Linked DNA regions of Sus scrofa: regions 2 and 3 are each linked to region 1. Evidence: chromatin contacts called from public HiChIP or PLAC-seq data. All regions are on one chromosome and are shown on one strand. Each heading gives the region's core, a stretch centred on a gene start, on an enhancer-like site or on the middle of the called end of the contact. The rest is flanking DNA. Distances are from core to core; before and after follow the strand shown.

Evidence for each region. HiChIP or PLAC-seq counts read pairs in DNA pulled down with a chosen protein or histone mark.
Region 2: a contact with region 1 is called in an H3K27ac HiChIP or PLAC-seq map of alveolar macrophages. The contact joins two enhancer-like sites. A contact is called at or near these places in 1 of 47 Hi-C or Micro-C datasets (embryonic fibroblasts) and 2 of 2 datasets of contacts at active chromatin or transcription factors (alveolar macrophages and skeletal muscle).
Region 3: an H3K27ac HiChIP or PLAC-seq map of alveolar macrophages shows a contact between it and region 1. The contact joins two enhancer-like sites. A contact is called at or near these places in 1 of 47 Hi-C or Micro-C datasets (embryonic fibroblasts) and 2 of 2 datasets of contacts at active chromatin or transcription factors (alveolar macrophages and skeletal muscle).

The regions. Positions count from the first base shown.
Region 1 is chr13:68,216,369-68,220,594 of Sscrofa11.1, reverse strand. SYN2 (synapsin-2) reads right to left here. Exons shown (of 14, transcript XM_021069343.1): 13 at 2,752-2,980. Among named protein-coding and RNA genes, the nearest start is that of TIMP4, 27 kb to the right of the region's middle. Within about 2 kb of position 2,759, at least 17 of the 83 cell types and tissues checked have an H3K27ac peak or open chromatin away from gene starts, as enhancers often do. A contact at or near this core is called in alveolar macrophages, where this site is marked.
Region 2 is chr13:68,405,010-68,408,876 of Sscrofa11.1, reverse strand. PPARG (peroxisome proliferator activated receptor gamma) reads right to left here. Exons shown (of 7, transcript NM_214379.1): 5 at 1,792-1,991. Among named protein-coding and RNA genes, the nearest start is that of PPARG, 43 kb to the right of the region's middle. Within about 2 kb of position 1,891, at least 14 of the 83 cell types and tissues checked have an H3K27ac peak or open chromatin away from gene starts, as enhancers often do. A contact at or near this core is called in alveolar macrophages, where this site is marked.
Region 3 is chr13:68,422,193-68,426,542 of Sscrofa11.1, reverse strand. The region is part of intron 6 of PPARG (peroxisome proliferator activated receptor gamma); the gene reads right to left. Among named protein-coding and RNA genes, the nearest start is that of TSEN2, 56 kb to the left of the region's middle. Within about 2 kb of position 2,997, at least 10 of the 83 cell types and tissues checked have an H3K27ac peak or open chromatin away from gene starts, as enhancers often do. A contact at or near this core is called in alveolar macrophages, where this site is marked.

The DNA.
Region 1 (4,226 bases), core at 1,510-4,009:
ACATGAGAGGGTGGTGCTTCCCAGTGAGGCGGGGAAGGATGGTGACATGAGGGTACACACCAGAACCCCCACTCCCACCCCAGGGAGACCAGGGTCACAGAGGGAAAGTCAGCATGGGGTGAGCTACCAGGCCTCTGGGGGCTCCTATTGTCTTCACCTGCACTGCTGCTAAACAGGAAAGGATGGGGGCAGCACGGGAGAGAAGGAGACGGGAAAAGAGAGAAGAGGTGGAAGGAGAAAGGAAAGAAGAAGAAGGGGTGATCTCTTTTACTTAATGCTAATGGGTCCGCAGGCTAGACTTCAGAGCCTTAACCTGATCAGAACTTATCCAGGGATCTCAATCTTCCCCTCGGATGAAAGGTAGCAACCAGGGGCCTGTGGACTCTTGTACCTTCTTCCCCGTCAACTGTCCAGTAGTGGAGTCAGCATCAGAAGCCCTGGGTCAAAGTCTTGGTTCCACCCCTCACTCGCTCTTGATCTCAGGCAAGCCACATGCCTCTCTGGGACTTGGTTTCTTATTTGGTTTCTCTTTTCTAGGGCAGCTCGCGCAGCATATGGAGTTTCCCAGGGTAGGGGTCAAATCAGAGCTGTAGCCGCTGACCTATGCCAGAGCCACAGCAACGCAGGATCCGAGCCACATCTGAGACCTACACCACAGCTCACGGCAACGCCAGATCCTTAACCCACTGAGCGAGGCCAGGGACTGAACCCGCAACCTCATGGTTCCTAGTCGGATTCGTTAACCACTGCGCCACAACGGGAACTCCATTGTTTGGTTTCTTAACTGCACTATGTAGATGACTTTTATTCTCTGATTTCAAAAGAACTTTTTGACTTGGCACAAACTCCATTGCCTCCAGTTACCAGTCTTAGAAGGGACATAATCGCCCTGCAGCCTTGCTCAGAGGAACCTGACTGGAGGACTATGAGTTTCAGGCTATCCGGGAGGGGGGGAGCCACACTCAGGCCTATGCAAGCTTAGCAGACAAGTTTTCCCATGGAAAAAAAACCCACTGCACACACTTTAGGGACCAGTTTTTCCCTTGGGACACTCGTGACTGACAGAGAAAAAACCGTGAAGGCAGGAAGGTCGCGAGGAGGCCAGACGCAGCACTGCAGAAGAGGACACGTGGGCTGGCATCTCCATGGCTGTCTTCGCTCTTCCTCGTCTCTCTCCTGCTGGTCTCTGGCTCCAGCACTCCTCTCCCAGTGCCTCGGCGCTCTCAGCCCTCCCCTGCACTTGGGCACAGCCCCGGAAACTCCCTTCTACAGGAACCTGAGCTCGGCTCTCCTCCTGCAGTGACTGAACAGGTGCCCTGCCTTTCACTTGGCCTGGGATGAGCCTCGACATGCTGGCCCCTGGGAGCAGGGACTCATCTGCATGCACAGGCCGAGGGCACCAGGTATAAGCCTCCCACTTGTCGTCAGAGTCTGGCTCTACTCAACAGCTTCAGACCAGAGGCAGTGACAACCCAGAGATCTGCCCTCAGACTGGGGCCAGAGCTGGCTCAAGAGAAGGTAGGAGAGATGAAAAGTCATCATGCCTACAAGGACTGGGTGAGGTGAGGAGGGAGGCGAGGTGTGAAGCACGGCCCTGGCCAGGGCTGGGGAACAGGACTAGGGGATGGCCATCCCATCACGTAGGACTGGAAGACCCAGAGAAAGTAGTCATCTGGACTACCTGAGCCCTCCTCCTGGCTCTGCCACTAACCAGCAAAAGGACTTTAAAAGAGAGAATCAGACCTTTTTGAGCAGTGTTTTCTCATCTGTGCAGAGACTAGACGATCTGAGTGGCTCCCTTGAGCTCCAACGCCCCCTGTTCTCCCTCCCTGAAGAGTCTTATCTTTTTACTCTGAGATGCACTGGTGGGTGGCTTCCATTCCCCCGAGGCTGCGGCTGTCTGTGCTGACACTGATGACTGGGATCTGTGTCTGGGGACATCTCTGGTTCTGGGGGAGAGGGTGGAGCTGAGCACCTAGGGACTGCCCCTCCCAAGTGCAGCTATACTATTTTCTGGGGGCCCTCAGTTCTTTCCAGTTCCAGTTCCTTCCTCTGAAGCAGGATAGTGCAATGGGGTTTCTAGGGTTACTGCTGGAATGAGGGAGCCCCAAAGGATGGAGTTCCTCGGGGTCTCTATCTGGGCCTCTCCTCTGATGACCAACTGGGAACCAACCTCTTTCTGACAAAGCTGAAGGTAAAAAGTTGAAATGGATTTAACTACTTCCCCCTTTTCCTTTTGGGCAGCCTTGGTGATTGGCACACCCTAAACTGTGAGTCAGAGGCAGGAAAGAGAATTAAAAAAAAAAATTTTTTTTTTTTTTTTTTTTTTCAGAAAGAGAGAGACACATACATACATACATACATACATAGAGAAAAGGAATGGAAAAAACAGTGGGAGATAGGGTTTTTTAAAAAAAAACCCTCAAAACCCTAAGCTAGTATAAGAATGGGGGAGGGGGTAGTAACTGCCTCACTCCACTCCCCAGGAAGAAAGGGGGGGGTTTGAGCTTCTAGCCAGACCTCAGACTTTCACTTCCCTCTTTCCTACCCTCCCTAATCAAGCCGACCCTGCCCCCAACCAAAAAAAAAAAAAAAAAAAAAACACCAAAACACAAAACCCCCCAAAAACCCCCCAAAAATATCTGTAGGAGGAGGTCTGATTGAAGGTGCTTTCTAGCAGCTCTGGAGCCCAAGGCCTGAGAGGAGGGGCAGGAAGAGGGGAGGGGAAGGTGCTGCTGAGTTGTCTCTTACTTGAGCTGTGGGTGAGGCTGGGGCTTCTGTGGCTGGGCCTCTGCCAGGGAGCTGCTGCTGGAGGGTGCATCTCCGTGGGTGGTGGGGCCGCCCGGCCGCTGAGGAGCCGAGAAGGAGGAAGAAGAGGAGGAGGAAGAAGAGGAAGGTGGCAGTGATGGTCCAGGGGGGAGCCGGCGTGGAGGCAGCACCTTGCCTGGGGGTTGCACTCCTTGGGGTTGCCCAGGGCCCCCTAGGTTCAGTACAAGAAAAACTTCATAATTTAACCATATCAAAGGGTTTCCTAACTAGAACCTATGTCTCAAAGGGTGTGGTTACTTAATTAATCAAAGGATAAGCTCTATTACAAGAAGCTACCCGAGACTCTGACTGGCTCCAGCGCAAGTCCCAAGTTCCGGGTTACCCTCAGACATCGCCACTACGTGCCCCTCCTCAGACCCACAGCACCTCAGTCACAGCAGAAGTCAGGAGGACAGGAAGGAAACCACAGGGTGAGTGACCCCCTTCATAGGTGAGCTCTCCACAGAAGGCCCCCAGACCACAGGGACCCACCCCTCTTCCCCAGAGGCTCCCACACTAGGCTTCTAAGAACTAGGAGGTCTCAAGTTCTACACATCAGACAAAGTGCAGGTGGTGGGAAGAGCCCTGGATTGGCCTGAACTGGGGAGTCAGAAAACCCGAGACAGAGTCTATCAGTGACTCCTTGAGCAAGTCAGCAGACTTCTCTGGACCTTGGTGTTTCCAGCCATGGAACTGTCAAAAATTAACACCTCGTCTTAGTTATCTTTCAAGGTAGCAATGTTTCAAAGATGCAAATGGACCAAAAAAGTTCTTCAGTTAGTATTCTGTGCCTTACAATCATTGATGACCACTGACTTCCACAGTCTTTGTGGAGTTGGCCTTAGTCCGTCCCGCTCCACGCCTATGTGTCTGATTGCCAAGCCCCGCCGAAAGTCTTCCTTTTAGCATGAACTCATGCCCACAACTAGGACCTTTTGTGTGCAGGCACTCTTTTGCCTCTTAGCACCATCCTCTGCGACTCCAGTCCTTCCCAGGCGTGTGTGGTGAGATTCTCCCATCTTCCCCTGGAGATGCTGTGGGCACCATTTGGCAAAGAAGAGGCCCTCCAAATGACCAGGATCCCCCCACTCCCCACCTTCCAGCATGAGGCAGAAAACCATCTGGTGACCTGGAGAGAAAAAAAGGCCATCCCTTCCTTGGGGGCTGATGGGCAGTAAGGGTGGTACCAGATTGCTCAGATTTTGCTGACAGAGGTTCCTACACTCAGAGGTCAAAAGATGCCGTCATCAGCACATACTGACTAATGGACCTGATGCACAATTGGCCTGGAAGATCTCACTTCTCAGTCTCAATCCCAGAGTCCACATTCATGGGCCTTACAGAAACGCAGCAACAGCTAAGAGTTATATTGTAACTTAGTTTTCTAGAAACACCAGGATGCCTAAAACCTCCGGAGA
Region 2 (3,867 bases), core at 642-3,141, 190 kb before region 1:
ACCCGCTTCTATGAGAAAAGCATATGCAGAACGCACTGCAGTGGGGTCACGGGGCCTCCTTCTTGGGCCGCTCCCCCCACGAGCTGAGTGTGCAACCTCAGGGCAAAATGTTTAACTTCTCTGGACTCATCTTTAAAGAGGATAATCACAGCAGCTGTAAGGTGGTCATGGGTCTTGAACATAATAACTATGCAAAATTTTTAAAACCTGTAAACAACTGGATACAGGCATAATATTGTTAAGGCATCGTGATCTTGCCTGCAGTCAGAAAACCCACTGCCCTTCTTGTATTTGGCTTTTTATGCAAAAGTATCTCACAGGAGTTTTCTATTAGCTGATTCTACTCTTATGGTTTAGCTAAGAGGAAAAGGGAAAAAAGAAAAAACATCTTGAGGCAGTCACCAAAATATATTAACGCATGATAAATTTTTCCCCAAAGTATAAATGAGTGGGGGGAAAGTTACACATTTCTGCCCAGTAATTTCACACCTTTCCTGCAGGTATTTGTTTGAAAATAAACAACATGAACAGGATTTCAAGGGTTGAGAAGTGTCTTCTGAATGTATTCTATGGCTCTTACCACCCTAGGAACCTGCTACAGACATCATACCCAAAGCCAGACCCTACCTGTGAAAACCGAGGTACATGGATGTGACCCAGCTCACAGTCGCAATGCAAGGTGATGGCAGCACTGGGACCAGATTCAGGTATAGCTGTGTTTTGTTTTAATATAACTCCCGACTTGCTTTCTCAGCTTCCAATCAGGGAATATTTCTGCTTCTTGGAAAACCTGACTCTAACCATCATAACCCGTTCTGAGTTTTCTCAACAGTAGTCATCAATAAGCCTGCAGGTGTCTGAGAATCCACTGAGGTAGCCTGGGCTGCTGGGAGCCTCCCAGAAGATAAAATTCATGCACAGCAGAAGGACAGAGCTATTGAGAGAGCACTACAGAAAAGAAAGGAGATGTAATATCTGAAGCCTATTTTTGTGCCCCATGGAGAACCTCCTAAGAAAGGACTCAAGTCATTCTCCTGAATGATACAATAATGGAACTGAATATCTCTTCCAAACCGAGGTCAGGCCCTTCCAGAGAAAAGCAAGGCTGCTTGAAGGGATACAGTTGTGGCCAGTTATTCTGATGCCAAGAAAAGACAGGGATCCTGAAAGGGTGTGGTGGGATGAGAGGTCAGAGTTCATTTGTTAAAGTTAAAATGACTTGTGCAGCATTTTTTTTCTTTTTTCTTTTTTAACAGCCTCACCCGAGGCATATGGAAGTTCCTAGGCTAAGAGTCCAATGGGAGCTGCAGCTGCTGGCCTATATCACACAGCCACAGCAATGCCAGATCTGAGCCGCATCTGTGACCTACACCACAGCTCACAGCAACACCAGATACTTAACCCACTCATTGAGGCCAGGGATCAAACCCACATCCTCACGGAGACTACATCAGGTTCTTAACTCACTGAGCCACAACAGGAACTCCTAGGCAGCATTTTTATACTGTTCTTAAACATTTTATTAGGAGAACTTGAAGGAGTTTTTCCCTATTCAGAATGATGTTTACTTACCCTGTCTGAAAATACTTCTCTTTCTGTGTTTCAGACTCTGCCTGCGGTAGGTACCGGCCAATAGTCGAACAGTACTGTGTGTGTGTGTGTTTGTACACGTGTGATCATGTGTGCGTGCATGTGTGCGTGCGTGTGATGTGGTAAAACCATTTACTCAAGGGGAGAAACAACAACAACAACCCCAGCCACCCCAAATGAAGACAGGAGAAGAGAACTAACTGATTTGTCTGTGGTCTTTCCTGTCAAGATCGCCCTCGCCTTTGCTTTGGTCAGCGGGAAGGACTTTATGTATGAGTCATACAAGTGCTTTGCCAGGGCGCGGAGGTCAGCAGACTCTGGGTTCAGCTGGTCGATATCACTGGAGATCTCTGCCAACAGCTTCTCCTTCTCAGCCTGTGGCATCCGCCCAAACCTGATGGCTGCAGAGGAAGAGAAAGGGCAGGACGAATTAGCACGTACTGCTGCTCCTAAAGTGCACGGTTCTCTCCCCAGCCCCTGTGCTTCTGTAAAAGCCTCTCCTTCTCTCCACCAACATCAAGTTCTGGTTTCTATTTACAACTCTGCTCGTGTTTTTCTTTCACAGCAATAGCTCGAGGTATTGGTAAAAATTAAACCCTTCACTTTTGAAAGAAAGTAATGCATGATATTGCTGGGAAGGTAAAAGAATTCGAAAGTTCGGCAAAACAAGGAAAAGTATATTTACTTACAAATGAAATAATTGAGAGCCAGCTCCTACTGATCCCTCAAGACCCCACCCAAATGTCACCTCCTTTGTGAGGCTTCCTCTGATTTTTTCGCACAGAGTTTAATACTCCTTCTCCTATAATCCCCCAGCCCTCCATGTATTCTTCACACTGTACTGTATTTCATATGTCTATTTAGCCCACTCCACAATAACACCCTGAAAACTAGGGGCAGTGTCTTTATTTATCTTTGTATCCCCGGCACTTGACATGAGGTCTGGCCCTAAGAGGAGCAACATGTTTCATGAATGAAGGAAAGGAATTGTGCAGAATTCGAAGTTGTAGAGATGTAAGCTTTGTTCTCAGGGAGTCAGTGCAATCTGTTTCGTCCCTGTTACAGGGAAATATAGACAGTGCTTTCCTTCATGTGATGAAGCCAGAAAGTCCTTTTACGTTTAGTGGAGAGAAGCCATAGTGATCCCCCGGAGTTTTTCCAGGATCACCGCTTAATGATGTTTGTCAAAAAGACAATTTCCTTAATATTTGGCTGCCTTCGGGGTGAGGAAGTGTGAAAGAAGAAAATGAATGAAAGAAAGGTAGAGAGGAAGGAACATTTATAAGAAAGGTTCGTGAGGCCCAGGTTGGAGAAAAAACTATCTGCTTGTAACTCTTACTCAAATATGTTTTTCTACCTCTTTACCAATGCTATCAGAACAGCATTATAATTATTTTTTTTTACCAGTTATCACACCTCTTCCCAAGTGCTTACACACTATTTAACAGTTAAATTAAAAAAATGGGAATATGACTGACCTATTATATTAGTTTTAAATATATAGCAATGATTCCATATTTGCGCATATTGTGAAATGATCACCCCAATAAATCTAGTTAACATCTACATCACACATAGTTACAGTAACTTTTTTCCTGTGATGAGAACTTTTTTGAGAGCTACTCTCTTAGCAACTTTCAAATACGTAACAGCATTATTAATTGCAGTCACCATGCTGTACATTACATCCTGAAACTTATTTATTTTATAGCTGGAAGTTTGTACCTTTTGACCCCTTCACCCATTTCACCATGCCCCTTCCCTCCAGTTTCCCCTCCTCCAACCCATGCCTCTGGCAACCACTATCTGTTCTCTCTATCTATGAATTCAGAACTTTTTTTTTGTCTTTTTAGGTCCACACCCGCTGCATATGGAGGTTCCCAGGCTAGGGGTTGAATTGGAGCTTTAGCTGCTGGCCTACGCCACAGCCACAGCAATGCCAGAGCTGAGCCGCATCTACAACCTACACTGCAACTCATGGCAATGCCAGATCCTCAACCCACTGAGCAAGGCCAGGGATCGAACCCATAACCTCATGGTTCCTAGTCGGATTCGTTTCTGCTGCGCCACGACAGGAACTCCATGGAAGGTTTTTTGTTTTGTTTTTTTTTAAAGATTCCACATGTATAAAAGTTCCCGTGGTGGCTCAGCAGACACAAATCTGACTAGTACTCATGAGGATGCGGGTTCGATCCCTGGCCTTGCTCAGTGGGTTGGGAATCTGGTGTTGCAGTGAGCTGTGGTGTAGGTCACAGACACAGCCAATCCCAGGTTGGC
Region 3 (4,350 bases), core at 1,748-4,247, 210 kb before region 1:
TCCCATCTCTAGAGATTCTGACTGCCTTGGCCTGGGCCATGGACAACGTTCCTAAAAGCTTCCAGATGATTCTAACGGGAAACTGAGAGCAAATGACTGGTGCTGTGAGAAGCAGCTGGAATCTCAACCTGAGAGCATGGGTGATCTCGGGCAAGTTCCTTAACCTTTCTTTAAGTTGGTTTCCTCATTTAACAGATGGAGACATAGCAGTAATCCAGCTCGCAGTGCTGCTGAGAGGATGGAATGAGTTACTAAATGGAAAGTGCTTGGAGCAGTGTCTGACACATGGGAAGTCAGCTATTTCTATTTGTAAAAGTGGGACAGTACAACCCCGGTGCCTCTTTTCCTTCCTACCTTTCTCCTCTCATTTCTCTGAGGCTCCTGAGACTTCTTTGTATCTTTTCTATTCTTTTCCCCTTAACTTCTTCCTTCTTCTCCTCTCTGCCTTCTGGATGTTTATCCCTTTCCACTTCTGGGACTGCATCTTGCTGGGGATCTGGTGTTAGGAATCCTGGCAAGACCAGCCTAAATTCGTTAGAAGTCTGAGCAATGGGTGATCTGGGGAGCAATGTGGTTGATCGCTGCTCACAGGGAAAGAGAACAACAGAACAGAGATCTTGTATAGAACAGATAAAGATCATCTGTGATGAGCACATCCTACTGTGACTGCACATGTTACTGGTGGGGTCCTTCCCTTGGACATGGTTCACGTTAACATACCCCTGCTAAGCAGTCATTAAACGTGTGTCCAGATGACAACCTCCCTCACAGCAATAACACAGACGATCTGGCTGGGATGGTAGATGGAGATGACCACTACAATGAAACCCAGCCTAGGCCATATTTTCTTTTATCTGCCTATGAAGTAGCAATTGCACACCAAGTCTTCTCATCTCAAACGCTTAACTCCTGCCTCCAAAATCCACCTCCCCAACCTCAGCACAGACCACAAAGGTAACCAGATGGTAACCAGGTGGACAGCACTTTCTTCTCTGCTGTGTTCAAAGCTCTTTTCATCTCTTGGAGATACCCGCGGTGAATGGAGCATGGGCCCTGTTCTATTTCCAGCTCTTTCAGAATGGAAATGGGACTGGAGGCTTCTGTCCCATTCCTGGGAGGTCCTGTCTTTCCCCTCCTTTGGTTTGGGTGCCCTAGTTCTGGTCATTCGAAGTCACCCAGGTGAAGCTTTGCCCCCTTCTATGCCTAGGCCAGGGGAGTGGTGGGCTCCCCTCAAGCCGAGGCATGCTGATCCATTTCTGTTTCGTTTTTTCCTTTTTTTCTTTTTAGTGCTGCACTTGAGGCATATGGAGGCTCCCAGGCTGGGGGTTAAATCGGAGCTGTAGCCACTGGCCCACACTACAGCCATAGCAACACCAGATCCTTAAGCCACTGAGCGAGGCCAGGGATCAAACTCATAACCTCACGGTTCCTAGGCGGATTCGTTTCCGCTGTACCACAGTGGGAACTCCAATGCTGATCCGTTTCTGCTCCTTCTGTGTCCACACCAGTTCTGATCAGGACTGGGAGTGGGGGTGGGCAGGAGGCAGAGGAACCAGGCTAGAGTGGAAATCTGGAGGAGAAAGATTTCTTCTTTCCCATCAAGCCTCACACATATGTGCTCCAAAGCCAATGCCTCTTGTTTCCTCAACCTCTAGAAACGCCAACAATAAACCACAGGAAGCCAACAGGGAACCCAAAATGACAGGTGGCCACGGATTTGGATTTGGTTCCTGCAACTCTCCCCTTCCCAATGCCTTTCTCTAAGTATGACCCCTCAATACACATGTCCCCCCAAATGTTATAGAACGCTGGAGTGGGAAAACCCCTCAAGGTCCCCCCAGTTCTGGTCTCCAGTTCTCCCCTCTCTCCTCCTCTGGTATCGTGTTGCTCTCCCTGGGGGTTTTGTTCCCAATCCACAACTAATCTCCTTAAAGTGAGAACTGATAAAGGGATTAGCTGTTATCACCCCAGGGGTATTTATATGGTACTGAGAGATTTTTAAGAATGACCATTTGGTGAAATTTTAAGCAATCTGACCAGCAAGACTGTGTGGGGCTACTTCAAGTTCTATCTACAGGAGAAAAGGGAAAATTAGCATTGATTGTGTGCTTAACTTGTCCCAGGCCTTGTGCCAGAGGCTTCACGTCATGTTATTTCATTTACTTAGGGCACTGATAAGGCAATTAAAGCTCAGGGAGGGAAATAATTGCCAGAGATCACAGTCTAGTAAGTGGAGGGATGGGGGTTTGGGGACAGGTCGCTGGGTCCACGGGCGCACCCTGCCGCTCCCGGTCCCCTGATGGGGGAGCCCGGGAAGGGAAGGCGCCCTCCCTGGCAGTAGCCCACCCGCCACTGCCTCCACCTGGGCTGGCCTTTGGGTTTCACTCTTCCTCACTCGCAGAGGATCTGTCTGAACATTGGGTGGGTCGTGCCCGTCTGGAAGGCGTCCTGGGGTCACCCAGAGTTTAAACACACATTGTGAGAACCCAAAATGATAAAGTGCTCCCCAAAGTGGCCCGCCAACCGGCTGACTGAACCTCTTCCAAGACAGGCGGTGGGGGCACAGGAATGACTCAGCAGTTTGGCTTTCAATCCTGCACCTCTGAGGTCAAAGAGGGCAGCCTGCACACTCCATAGATGGTCCCAGGCTTCGGGGCCCCCGGGGGAGGGGGAGTTTATCTCTGAGGCAGTCACAGAGAAAGATGCTTTTATGTTCTGCAAGTGACAAAAGCCTCTGTGTGTTCGCGTGTGTATCTATTTTAAGTTTCTTAGATGATTCTAGTGTGTTTCTCTTCCCCCTACCCACCCCCACCCCCAGCTCTCTGGTTTTTAGAATTTGGGTCCCAGTTGAGAACTCATAAATATACCTGCTTCTGTCTAAACCAAGCCCACAAGGTTATGAGAAGAGTGCACGAATGGGACATTTCTAGATAACCCACAATGAGTCATGACTCAAAGCTATCCCTGGCATCTGACAGGGGCTGTCTGCCAGTCACAAAGTGGCAGCAAAGACGGAAGGGCACAACAGTAGGAAAAGAACATCAGCACTATGTGGACACAGTATAGGTGCCCCTTAAATATTTTTCAATGAATAAATGAAGGCAATTATCCTCTGACACAATTATGGCCCAGATGAGGGATCTGAACCCCGTGATCAACACCCCTTGGCTGTCCCCAGGCTCCGTCACATGAGGAATCAGATGTCTGTGTTTATTCTCAATATCATGAGAACCATCAGGAAAACAACTTCTACCACTTAGGTACCAGCCTAAGTCTTGTCCGAAAAAGCTGCCCCGACAAGGTAGCAGAGTGCTGAATGAGACAGGAACGTGGAAGAAAGTTGGCCTGTTGTTTCTCATAGTATTTTTAATACCTAGGTTTGAAACTATTTCTGGTTTTGTTTCCTCCCAGTTAACTAGTAAAGATGGTGCCAACAGACAAGGAAGAAGGGGAGCGGCCCCTGGGCTGTGGGGAACGGGAGGCCCCTGAGCTGGGGCTTCCTTGAGAAAAGCACAGGCCCCTCTGCTCTCGCCTTCTGCCTTTTGTTTCACGGGAGAGAGAGCTGTGCTGTCCACTCTACCTTGTAGGAAGCAGCAAAATGGGAGGATTGCCCATGAGCTGGCAACACTCTCAAGATTTGGAGGGGAATTAGGGATGGGGAGGAGAGACAGACACTCAAGCGCCGTGCCTGCAGGTCCTCAGTGCTCTGTGAGCTGGACATTGAGACGTTCGTGTACAATGTACAGAAGGAGCGATGTTGGGATTGTCTCTGCCGGCAATTACTGGAGGATATATTAACAATTTAAAATTTCTCTCATACATTTTCTTGCGACCACTTATCTCTATTAGAACCTGCTATAAGATGGTATCTGATTAAGCTGGGACCTATCTACTTAGATTTATCATCAATTATCGTCAATTTTTGGGGGGAGCTCTGCGAACAGGGCAGTGGCTACCTGAACAAAGTTAAGAACACAGCCCTAGTCTCGGTGTTAACACTGGGCTCTATCCTTCTCAGAGCAGTTTTCAAACCTGGGGTGTAATTCTGTTAGGTAGTCAGGTAAAGGCTTTGGACAGTAGCAAGTGATAGCAGGATTATAACTGGACATTCTTGATTAAAATATTTGGAGGCTATATGGAAATAGGTAGTTTCTGATAACTGCCAAGAACTCCAAGACCAAGTAAGAAACTAGAGTGCTTCCACAGCTCCATACACACAAGGCAGTAGCAGTTATAAGGGCATCAGTTTCAAGGTCAGAGTTTGGGTCTGACCTTGGCCTGATTAGCAACTCTGTGACCTTGCAAACATTAATCTCTCTACACTTGTTTTCTCCATCTGTAAAACAGGGA